Linked DNA regions of Sus scrofa: region 1 is linked to region 2. Evidence: chromatin contacts called from public Hi-C data. All regions are on one chromosome and are shown on one strand. Each heading gives the region's core, a stretch centred on a gene start, on an enhancer-like site or on the middle of the called end of the contact. The rest is flanking DNA. Distances are from core to core; before and after follow the strand shown.

The links. A called contact is a pair of places that touch in the nucleus more often than the background predicts.
Region 1: a Hi-C map of skeletal muscle shows a contact between it and region 2, with 4 times the contacts expected there. The contact joins the enhancer-like site here to the promoter of ARF4 in region 2. A contact is called at or near these places in 2 of 47 Hi-C or Micro-C datasets (heart right ventricle and skeletal muscle) and 2 of 2 datasets of contacts at active chromatin or transcription factors (alveolar macrophages and skeletal muscle).

Annotation. Positions count from the first base shown.
Region 1 is chr13:39,685,166-39,691,361 of Sscrofa11.1, forward strand. SLMAP (sarcolemmal membrane-associated protein) reads left to right here. Exons shown (of 21, transcript XM_021069059.1): 12 at 376-435; 13 at 5,915-5,995. Among named protein-coding and RNA genes, the nearest start is that of FLNB, 100 kb to the right of the region's middle. Within about 2 kb of position 3,801, at least 9 of the 83 cell types and tissues checked have an H3K27ac peak or open chromatin away from gene starts, as enhancers often do. A contact at or near this core is called in skeletal muscle, where this site is marked.
Region 2 is chr13:39,427,978-39,434,579 of Sscrofa11.1, forward strand. ARF4 (ADP ribosylation factor 4) reads right to left here and starts at 2,200. Exons shown (of 6, transcript NM_001048072.2): 1 at 1,793-2,200. The coding sequence starts at 1,859.

The DNA of each region.
Region 1 (6,196 bases), core at 2,551-5,050, 260 kb after region 2:
TATTATTTCTTTATCTAAATTAAATACCTTCTCAGAATTCGTTTGTTTCAACTAAATATCTTGATTTAAAGGGGATTGCTTTGTTTGTTCTGAGTTCTTTTTTAAAAGTTCTAGACTTTTAAAATAAGATGAAAAATAATGAAAACTGAAGGCAAATTTTCCCTTATCCTCAGATTTCTGCATTGACCTGATTATTCTATCATAGCTCAAGTTCCCTTAGTTCCCCTTCTAGGTTCAAGTTTTTGTTCACGCCTAGTCATGGGAGTAATGTTATCATCTTTAAATTTGGTCATGGAATGTGTTGTACTGCCCCGCTCGGGGAAATGCTTGCTCCTCAGTTTGGGCTTGGATAGTAACGTTTATTTTCTTTGGCAGAGAAGCTGATCGTCGAGGGGCATCTAACCAAAGTGGTAGAAGAAACAAAGCTTTCAAAAGGTTCGTTTTCTGTGGGATTTTTTGGTGGGTTTGACAACTTTTTTGGATAATGAAGGCTAGTGTACAAGGTCATGTATTTTAACATGAATTTATTTCTTATAGCTTACAAAATGGCAATCCAATAACAGTATCAGATAATAATATAAAACAGAAATCTCTTTTAAGAAGGATGTATTCATCAGAAAGTTTCTTTTTAAATGGGAGTGAGTGTGTGTGTGTGTGTGTGTGTGTGTGTGTGTGTGTGTGTGTTGTAATGCTTGGAATAGGTTTCTTTGAGTATTAAAGATTTGTTGCGATCTCTGTCTTACTTCCAGCATTATTTTCAGCTTTTATCTCAAATTTTTAATCAAATTCAATGTAAGTTTTTTTTGAAACAGGTGGAAAATGCTTGCAGTTCTATTTTTGTGGTTATTCTGCTTTAATATTCCTAATGACATTTTTTAATGTTATCTTAATTGTTAACATCTCAATTTTTTATTTAAACAAAAGTGATTATATAAAACCTTCTTATATTTTATAATGAATAGTCCTGTAATTGTCTGAAGTGATTTATTTTGTTAATTCTTTTCTGTTATGACTGTCAGAGAAGAAAAGTGAGTTTTAAAGCAACATATTGTCAAATCACTTTTATGTACGGGGAAATCAGGCAAATAAATTTAGTGACATATGTTCATTATCATTATAAGACTTTCATCAGAAGAACATGCCAGTTTGAAATTTAAAACTAAATTCACATTTTGGTTAGTTAAAACAATGAGTGATAAAAGTTCGCAATACTTGTCTTCATTACATTCTGTTTTATGAAGGTAACTGGATCCATTTGGCTTTTAAAAACTTTTAAAAGGATAGTGTTATTTCAACTATCTGGTGGCTTCCATTTGGAGTTTTGTGCACGGCAGATGCCATATTTGGAGAAAGAATGCACAAAATATGCATCACTAATATTGTTCTGGCAAACAGGCATTGAATTTCAGAACAGTGAACTATTTTTAGTACATACGGCAATTTATTTCATCTTATTAAAGTGAGATGAGAACAGATTTTAAAATAGCTTTTACTTCACCACCTAATACCTATTAAGATTAGTTGGTTTAGTAATAGCCAACACTTTGATGTGCAAATAGAGTCTTAGAAAAAAACCAGTGCTTCTTTTAGTTAAAGAAAAGTGTCTTGCTACCTTAGAGCTTCTATTTAACTCATTCTGAATTAGAATATATTTCCTTGAAATCATTATTAAAAAAGAAAATTTTATGATTTCCTTTTGAAATCTGGCTGTAAAGTAAATACTGAAAGGTTAAAGTACATGCTTTTTGACCTAGCAGTTTCACTTCTGAGTTGTTATCTTAAGGAACAAATTGGACAAATGTACAAGGGCATTTATTTCAGTGGTTTTTTTAAAAAGAAAACAAGCATCCAATAATAAGGGCATTTATTTAATAAATTATAGCAAGTAAGTCCGTGAAAGTGAATAGAATACATCCCTTATTCATGAAAACACAGATATAAGTTTTACATACCCAGAGATTTGTCTATCAGCAGTTAGTTAACATTTTACTGGTATTTCTCACAGTTAGCATGCAGAGGTACGCTAGTCCTTGTAACAAATTAGATAGCCAAAATAGGTTACATTTTAAATTCTTTCGATCTGGCTATAAAGTATTTTCTTTTGGGCTTTACTGGATTTTTTTTTTTTTTTTTTTGCTTTTGTTGGAGATTTTGTAATGGGATTTTCTTTTTCTTTTTTTTTTCTTTTTTTTTTTTTTTTTAATCTTTTTGCCATTTCTTGGGCTGCTCCCGCAGCATATGGAGGTTCCCAGGCTTGGGGGCGAATTGGAGCTGTAGCCGCCGGCCTGCGCCAGAGCCACAGCAACACAGGATCTGAGCCGAGTCTGCAACCTACACCACAGCTCACGACAATACCTGATCCTTAACCCACTGAGCAAGGCCAGGGATTGAACCCGCAACCTCACGGTTCCTAGTCAGATTCACTAACCACTGCTCCACGACGGGAACTCCTATAATGGGATTTTCTACCTTGAAAATACCAGTTGTTAGAAATTGCCAATTACCAACTAGTATGAATTTTAGTAGTATTTCCTCCAGATATTTTAGCTAATGTAAAATGTAATCATAAGTTGCATAAGCTTTTTCTTCAAGCCCTAATGACTTGCAGTCATTATATGTTTACAATAGATTCAGGGGTGGAAGTAGAAAGAATATGGAGTAGGTCAATAGCAGCTTACAATTCCAGGTTCTACCAGTAGCTAGCTTTGTGCCCTCAGACAATTTACTTAGCTCTTTAAACCTCAGTTTCCTCATTTGTAGAATGGGATTGACAGTATTTAACTTATAGGATGTTGTAGGAATTTAATGAAATACTACTTACAATGCAGGAAACACTATTCTGTTGTCCAAGAGTTGTTAGTTCTCCCCCCACCCCCAACTGATCCTTAACATTGCTTTCTTTGCAAGTAATGGTTCCAGGGTTGTAGGAAGTAATCTAAGGCCAGATGTTTGTTTTTTCCATCCAGCATTATGTCTGCTTGAGGATATGGTGAAGATCATCACTTTATTGTAGACTTCTCAGTTTGGGAATAGTTTTGGTATTGATGTTGGTAGCTATTCTTCCATTTATTTATTTATACTGTTGGTATATATATTTATTAAGTACTGCAGAAAAAAAATCAACTAGTAATGACTTTTTTAAGACTGGAGAGTTGGGTGCTGCTTCAAAGCTGAAGAGTAAGTATCTTGAAAAGTAGACTCTAGCACTCATTTGTTGTGTCCTTTGTTTTCATATTGAGTAGATTTGGTTTGCCTCCATAAGGCAGAGTATTAGGACACAATGATGGACATGACATGACTTGCTAAAAATTTGCCTTCTTACTCAAAGTAGAACTGTCTTTACTAATCCTCTTTTTGGAGCACCTACTGTATATATGAAATGCGGGTATAGCAGTTAACAAAATAGACAAAAATTACTGCCCTCATGGAACGTATATTCTTCTAAGATCTTAATGAAGGATTTGGTCCCACCTTAAGACAATTTTACCTTCTTGGCTACTACTCTAAATATGATAAAAGTTCCTTCTAAGCCTGAGAATACTTTTGAAAATACATTCCTCTTGGTTTACCTCAATATTTTTATCATAAAATTGCCAAGGATATTAAAATTAGAAACGAGTCATTTTTGTCTTTTCCTTTTTGTTCCCACAGAGCAGTTTCTGTTCTATCTACATATAGATAAGATGCATTAATCTGCCTTATTTGAGACTGTAACTTGGTAATCAAAACTAGTACATTCAGAACTGTCAGACTGTAACACACTATGAGTGCACCAGAGGTCACAAATTAGATTCCCATGGGTCTCAGTGGTCAGTGACTTCAGTTCTAATCTAAGCTCCCTGTCTCTGAGCAGTTGGCCTTAGACTAGAAATGGCAGTGAGAAAAGAAGCAAAAGGCTTCTTGTGTTCATCACTCATTTCACAAGTTAAGCCACAAATTCTAGGGTATTCTTATATGGAATAACAGTAATAAGTTATATTTTAATGTTGTATCAAATGTTTTGACAGTGATGATTTACACATGTTTCTGATTACTTTCAAAATGGCAAATATCTCTTGATTTAGTTGATTATGAAAACAGTGTATGTTCACTCTAATTTTTCAATGTTTAACTCTGTGAAGTTAGAAAATAAATGTGTACCCCTACTTCCAGAAATGGTAATTGGCATATCTATTGTAGGATCCTTCTAGATTTGAATAAAGGTATACAGTAAAAAATTCATAGCTAGGAGTTCCCATTGTAGCTTAGCAGTAATGAACCTGACTAGCATCCATGAGAACGCAGGTTCAATCCTTAGCCCCACTCAGTGGGTTAAGGATCTGGAATTGCCGTGAGCTGTGGTGTAGGTCACAGATGCAGCTTGGATCTGGCGTTGCTGTGGCTCTGGCCAGCAGTTGCAGCTCCGATTCGATCCCTAGCCTAGGAACTTTCACAGGCCGCAGGTCAGCCCTTAAAAAAAAAAATCATAGCGAGATGTGTAGCTATTTTCAATCTAAACGGAAGTCATACAGTTTAACAGACTTTATTTTTACTTAATAGTAGTAAATATATCTTGACCATCCTTATGTATATATGCTATACTATATATTGCCTTATTATTTCCTTAGGAAAAGTACAAGAAGTGGATATGCACATTTAATTTTTGATATGGATTACCACAAACAGCATAGTCAGGTTCATAACATTATAAAAATAATCATACGCTTAGTGCATTTATAATCTCACTAAGGAAACTAGATATATGTACACACAGAGAATGATATAAAATAAAACATGATTAATTGCAAAAAAAAAGTCCCAAGAAGATATAGTAAGGAGCAAAATGCTGGAGAAATGAAGACTTCCTTAGAGGTAATAGGACTTAGACAGTATCTTACAGAATGAATAGGCTAAGTAGAGAGAATGTCCTTGAATTCAGGGAAATAGTAACTCAAGCAAAGAGTTGCAGGCCATGATGAGCTGGAATGCCTCAGAGCTGTAAAGAGGCTGACCAGACTGAAGCAGAGCTCATGAGAGAAGTAATGCAGGGCCAGGTTATGGCTAAACTCCAAGGTATAAAGCTTGGCTGAGGCCTTGTGATGGCCAAGGTCTTAAGGAGAATGGGGAGATGCTAGAGGACAATGGCCAGAGGAGTGACCATCTCTTTAAGTGCTGTCTTAATGCATGGCATAGTATATACAGATGTACCATTGCAGATGAGGATTTACGGCCTGACTCTAATTAACTGCCAGTCATCTTTAATAAATTGTTAGCCTTGTATTTAGGATTTTTGAGAGCAGTTCATTGAAAGTCAGGCTTAGGATATCTTCATCGGATCAGGCGGCACACCATTTACAAATAAATAACTTCAAAACTTTATTTTGAGGTTTTCTCTTGTGGTTCAGGTACAGTTGTATTTTCTTTAGATATAAATGGCTGTTAATTTTCTTGTTTTAAATGTTACTTTGATAGAAAATAATGGTGAATTTTAAAAGAGTTTTTATTATGAATGTGAATATTACTAAGGCAACCTAACTGGTGTTTTTATATAATAGAATCATTTCCTTTCATTGTTTTCATACAATGCCCACATTGTCCTGGCCATTTTACAGTATTTGTTGCAGTTGTCTGAGTACTTTAGCATAGCTTGCTTCATTTTTGTTCCCAGTTGGCCAGTGGACAGTCTTGAACAAAAGCCCCACCCCTCTGCACAGGAGTCATGATCCACATTATAATTTTATGTGAGCTTCATGTAACAACCATCATTCCATTTTGGACTGGAATGGTAAAGAAGTAAGAGATTCAGTGACCTCAGTTAATTTTAAAAGTATTTTGCATAGCAGTAGATTTAGAGCACACACAGCCTAAAGCACTTTTATTGATATAAGCGATTTCAATTGTAATGAGATTCTGCTTTTATCTTTTTCCTAATTAGAAAACCAGGCAAGAGCAAAGGAATCTGATTTATCAGATACTTTGAGTCCAAGCAAGGAGAAAAGTAGTGACGACACTACGGGTGAGTTTTAACCAGATGTTTATAAATTTGCAGATATTTTTGTTACCTATGAAGCAGTTTAAATACAAAGGTTAGTGTGGGTGGAGATGTCAGTTTGTGTTTGGAGTAGAAAGGAAATCACTTCCTTGAATCTTGGATAAATTTTTAAAGTACTTTCAATGTTCCAAATATTATAGCTGTATAAATTTCACTTTTTTATTT
Region 2 (6,602 bases), core at 950-3,449:
GAAATCTAATTATCCCAAATTCAAGTGCAAAACAAGAATGGCAAACCTGAGTAATATAACATTTAATATGAACGAATAATTTCAAATCATAATTTCTATTCCCTGCACAAATGCACAAAATTAAATACTTTCCTTGTTCCATTTTCTTTCAATCATTATTTCTGGGGGTAAGGGGGAGAAATGCTCCCCTAATATAGTAAACATAGGAAAATGTTTATAGCATTATTCTACCTTTCTTCTCCCTCTGAAACTTGCAGCCATCACAAAAGACTAAGACAATGAAAAACAGCAATTTATTTACAATAAATCTTAAGTAAAATATTACATACTACATTTCAAATACAACGCACTACAACTCCACGAACAGAACAGGCTGGAAATTCATTTATCACAGTTCAAAGTTCTCCCACTGACTTCAGAGCCTTTTTTAAACTGTCAATTTTCAATTACTTTTAAAGCTTAAATAATATGCTTGCATTCCTAAAATAATTGTCATTTTCATAAATGAAGTCTGACAAACTATGAGAGAGTAAACATTTTGAATTAATCTTTGTGAGTGAATCATCAACATTTGTTTTATGGATTTTGAAGCAGGAATAAGAGGAAAGTGAAAAAAGAACCAAATGTGCATACCCTCAATCTTCAAATACCTTGAAATATTACGGAATTTTGCTTTGGAAAACTTTCAAGTAAAACCTCCCAACTTCTCTAGAAAACAATCTAATAAACCAACAGATTTCAATGTTACAAGTTAGAGGGGCGCCTTATAGCATTATTCAGGTGCAAAAAGCTTAGCGGTGATGTAGAGACTACTCATAGTACTATGGGGAAGACGTTGCTTACATCACTCGACTAACAAGTCCCTTCTCCCTCAGCAGAGCAAAAATCGGACCCTAAAAAGCAATTTTTAAAAAGCCCGTTTTCCCTAAGAATTTTTTAAAACACCTTCGTAATTACTCTTTAACAAGGCGACCCTAAAATTAAGCGTCATTATGTTCACTTACTGAAAATGTGTTAGCACTTTAAAAGAATTTAGTTTCTAATTTATTTTCCATTAAATCTTCACCAGCTGGACAAAAATTACGTGGTCTGAAAATCAAAGAGAGTAAACCAAAGAGCGTGGCTAAAAGAAACATTCATGATAAACTCAATTTTCAGGAACATTAATAGGAAAAAAACAAAAAACAAAAACAAAAACAAAAAAACGTGAAGCAGAATCCAGAGCGAAGCAAAGTTTAGCGAAGAGAGCGCAGAGGACTCCGGACTCTACTAAAACCTTGGGTGTTCGCTCGCCTGCCACTGTACTGGGGCTGGTCACTTCCTGCACCGGCCGGCTCCGGGCGACCGCTCGCTCACATACCAAAGGAGGGTGAAAAGTGTGTACACGGGGCAGAAAGAGGGAGGAGGAAGGCTAAACTGCTGCCCACACCCGGGGAAGAGCAGAATCAGATCGCATTCTCAGAATGGGCCGCGCCAATATCTTCCGGGCTCTGCGAGATTCGACAGTTCGCTAACCTCACATCTCCGCCCAATTCCGTCGGGCTTTCAGTAGGATCGAGAGAAAACTAAACCCAGGAGGAAACCTTGCCCGCGGCCCCTTTCCAGCCTCCCCGACAGATGGGGCGACCGCCCATCCTTCGCCCCATTGTTCCCCCTTAAGAATTCTTCCCGACCCCCACCCCTCCCCCACTACAGCAGACGGGGAGAAAAAAACAGGCCCCAAGGCCGCCCAGAGCGTAGAGACCCGGCCGCCCCACCGAGGCCTGGCCTCATCCCTCAGGCCCTAACTCACCCATCAAAATGCGCATCTGCTTCTTGCCGAAGAGGCGGGAGAAGAGGGAGGAGATGGTGAGGCCCATGGCGGTAATGGCACTTGCAATGGGCAGGAGCAGAAGGGGCTTGGGGCGTCCCCGGGCCTTCTCCTTTCACGCTCCTGGCAAAGTCAGAGGGCGAAGAGGAGCTAAGGCAGAAAGAGCGCGGCAGGGACAGCTCGCTAGCCGGCGTGTCGGACGAAGCCCCGGGACAGAAATTAGCGGGGCAAGGACCTGCTCGACGACTGGCGGGGCAGCTCCGGCTCTGGCGTTAAATCTTCGCCTGTGCCACGTCACGCGGCAGCCGCGGCGACTTCGGCAGCGGCCCGGCCCCTCCAACGCGGACAGAATCGCGTCACCGCCGCCCCATCCCCCTGCGCTTCCGGTGCTACCCGAACCACTGCGCCTGCGCACGAAAGGGATTGGCCGTCTTCGCTGACGTGCGCCTCTGGCCAGCGTCAGCCCCCGGACGTGGCTCCTGGATCTAGGCGAGGCCTGTGAGCCACTGTGTACTGGGCGACAAATACAATCCCACAATGCCTCGCTTCGTCACTTCCAATCAGACTCGAGGAGAGACGTTTCTGTTTAGAGAAATGCATCCTGGAAGTTGTATTCCTTGATTCCGGAAAGGCGAGCTGTGCATTGTGGGTTAGGTAGTAAGCCTCCGTTCTTTTCGCCCTTTGGGCGTCTTTTTCTACGCAACGCGCTAAAGATTTCCTGGTGCCACGGAGGTACATATTTCACCCACGGGACCAGACACTTGCCCTAATGGAGGAGTGAAGACAGGCCCAGTTTTCCCAGAAGATAAGTTGTTAAAAGCCTGCCGCCAGGTCCCACTGACGCTACCTAATCCTAATCCTATGTCTAGAGGAGAGCTCCGAGACTTTTTTGTAGACTATTGCAGCTTTTAAAGAGGAGCCAATTTGAAGGGCTTGCTTTTTTTTTTTTTAATCTTTCCTAGAACAAGCATGGAAGATTTATCCCTTATGTTGAGGAAGTGGAAAGACTCCTCAGTTCAAAAATATTTATGATCTTAGAAGTTCCCATTGTGGCTCAGCTGTAACGAGCTCAGGTAGTATCCATGAGGATGTAGGTTGGATCCCTGGCCTTGCTCAGTGGTCTGGCGTTGCCATGAGCTGCAGCGTTCGTTGCTGTGGCTGTGGCTGAGGCTCGCGGCTGCAGCTCCCATTTCCACCCCTAGCCTGGGAAGTTGCATATGCTGTGCGTGCAGCCCTCCAAATAAAAAAAAAGAAAAAAAAAAAAGATCTTAATGTTTTCCAAAGTAAGGTATACAATTTGCAAAAAAAGATGTATAAAAGAGCAACCTCCCCACCTCCTATGGGTTTCTTCTATACTGTTGGTGCCGTTTAGTATTAAGTCATGCTCCCTATCTTTTTTTTTATCATTATTATTATTATTTTGTAATTTTTTGGCTGGCCTAAGCAGGCATATGGAGTTACCAGGCCAGGGATCAGATCCCATTGTGCCACAGTGGGACCTCCTCACCAACCATTTAGATCTGGTTAGAGTTTAACTGCGTTGGAAAATACATTCTTGAGCTTCCAACTAGATAAATTACTCAGGCTTTAAAAAATCATAACCACTCTTCATAGTTAGGATTTCGCATTCAATATTACTGTTGACAACCCTCTTCCCTTTACCCCCTTGTGTGAAAACGGTAAACGGGCCAAACTCTAGTTTGTTTTTCTGTGTTGTTTGCAATGGACTTGGCACACCATGACTCTCAAATATGGTTGAATGATGGTGGGATAGATAAACAAACTGTAGTATCTCCATACTGTGCAGTATTCTCAGGAGTTTAGGATGATGTAGAACTGTAAATCTAATGAAAAGATCGCTAAGATACATTTACTGAAAAAGGCCAAATAATGACTAAGTACTGTAAGGAAAGGTAAAAATGTAGATTTTCCGTGTGTGTGTGTGTGTGTGTGTGTGTGTGTGTGTGTAAATGCAGAACAAGAGCTTTGAAGGAGAGTCTGTAATAATGATAGTGGTGTAACTGTCTAGCCTATGTGGAGGGAGGAGGGCACCTTCCCAGAGAGTGAGGGAACCTAGTTTGGAAGTGGTAGTCAAAAGACAGCTTTATTTTGGAGTTCCTGCTGTGGTGCAGTGGGTTAAGAATCTGACTGTAGCAGCTCAGGTCACTGCATAGTTCCACAGCTATGGCTCAGATTTAATCCTTGTCCCAAAAAATTCCATATGCCTCCTGTGCAGCTATTAAAAAAGAGGGAAAAAAAGGCTTTATCTATTTATCTAACTTTTAAAAATCTGTTTTATTGAGATATAATTGATATGCAATAAAATTCATGAATTTTAAGTGTACAGTTTTATGAATTTAACAAATGTACAGTGTAGGCAACACCATAATCATATTAGTCATTTCTATTACTGCAAAAAGTTCTCTCATACTGCTTTTTAGTCATCCTCTTCCTTCACTTCAAGCCCTTGGCCAACCACTAATGTGTTGTCTCTATAGATTTGCCCTTTCCAATATTTCTTGTAAATGGAATCATACAGTATGTAGTCTGTATTTCATGTGTGGCCTCTTTCCCCTAGTAAAATGCTTTTGAGATTCATCCATGTTATAGCATGTACCAATACTTTTTTCTTTTCATTGTCAAGTAATATTCCATTGCATGGATATACCACTTTTTTATCCTTTCCTCAATTGATGGCCCTTTTTGGGTTATTTGAAGTTTTGAGCTTTTATTAATAAAACTGTTCATACATTTGAGAACATGTGTGGGTGTGGCTATATTTATTTTTATAAGATGAATATATTTATACACTACTTATTTATTTATTTATTTATTTATTTATTTATTTATTTGTCTTTTTGCCATTTCTTGGGCTGCTCCCGCAGCATATGGAGGTTCCCAGGCTAGGGGTCTAATCGGAGCTGTAGCTGCCAGCCTACGCCAGAGCCACAGCAACGTGGAATCTGAGCCACGTCTGCGACCTACACCACAGCTCACGGCAACGCCAGATCATTAACCCACTGAGCAAGGGCAGGGACCGAACCCACAACCTCATGGTTCCTAGTCGGGTTTGTTAACCACTGTGCCACGACGGGAACTCCATACACTACTTATGTAATTTAAAAAATGATCTTTGAATTTGATAAGTTCACCACTGTTTTTGGAGTTCCTGTTGTGGCTCCATGGGTTAAGTACCCAACTAGTATCCATGAGGATACAGGTTTAATTCGTGGCCTTGCTCAGTGGGTTAAGGATCCAGTGTTACCGTGAGCTGTGGTTAGATCACACACATGGCTGGGATCTGGCATTGCTGTGGCGGTGGCAGTTGCAGCTCCGATTGGACCCCCTAGCCTGGGAACTTCCATATGCTGCACATGTGGCCCAAAAAGAAAAAGTAATGGGATTTTATACTGCAAAGCAACTACTTTTTCAACTGAATAATATACTGTGGCTGTTTTAAAATACGAGTACCTGTAGATTTACCTGGTTCTCTTTTTTTGGCCACACCATGGCATGCAGAAGTTTCCAGGCCAGAGATCAAACCTGCACCACAGCTGTAACCAGAGCCACAGCAGTACTAATGCTGGATCCCCAACTCACTGAGGTCCCTACTTTATTTGCCTCACAAAGATGGCATAAATTTTATACATAAATCTTAAACTAATTTAAAGTTTCTTCCAGGGAAACTTTTTTAAAAAATAGGGAATGCAACTGTTTGACTACTTTCCTTCAAAGTATATATAGCATTCACATTCCTGACTTCCAGAAGAACTAGTACTCTGGTTTTCTGGAAACTTTAAAGCAGAGTGATTTTATGGCAGGAATTTATCTTGAGACCACAAATTCCACTAAGATTTGTATTTACCATCTAACATTTACGAAAGTTTCAGTGTTAAAGCAGCAGCAGGCTCAAAATGGAATCATTTGTGTCTCCCTCACCCAACAACAGCAAACTAAGATTTAATTGCAATTTAAACCCTTCCCAGAAATGTGCTCCTTAAAAGTCAATCTGAAAATACAGATAGCAGTAGTGAGGTAATCTCCATGATAAAGACCCCTGCCATTTCTTCTCTCTCCTCAAAGAAGATGGCCTGGCCTGAAACTATCCTTTCTTTTTGCTGATACCTTTTTGTCCAGCCCTCCTTCTACCTGTAAAAACCTTCCATTTTTGTACAGCCCCCTGGAGTGCCCTTCTCTCTACCAGTAGAGGTGCTACCAGACTCATCAATTGCTGAATAAAGTCAATCAGATACTCAAGCCTACTCAATTAAATTTTTGTTTTTTAACAGATTGGTGGCAGGAAAGGATCTGAAGCAAACTTTGGAGACATTCAGGGATAATGAGAAACACAGACTTGGTGCCCTCAAACCCTCTCTTTCTTGCTGTTTCCCATTGGCCTTTGAGCTTCCCTCTTTTGTGTTCTAGCCCCCAATTTACTTAGCTTTCCTTTACAGATCAGGTCACCTTGAGGTAGAAGAGGGTTTTGCCCTGAGAGAATCCTTTCAGAGCAAAATTCCCCAGATGGAAAACCCCAGCCCTTAGATATGTCACTGGGTTCTGTACTGGGAACTGCTAATGGTTTAGTCTGCAATTCCCCATTTGTTTGGAATCCTTCATGTTGGGAACTTTTGATGACAGTTAATTTCTCCATTTGTTTGCAATCATTTCATAGTCCCCATTCCTTGAGGTTTGCTGGTTCATTTCTTTCCCCAAACTTCCAAGGGATGAGTTCCCATTGTGGCTCAGCAGGATATGAACCTAACATCCATGAGGATTCGGGTTTGATCCTGGC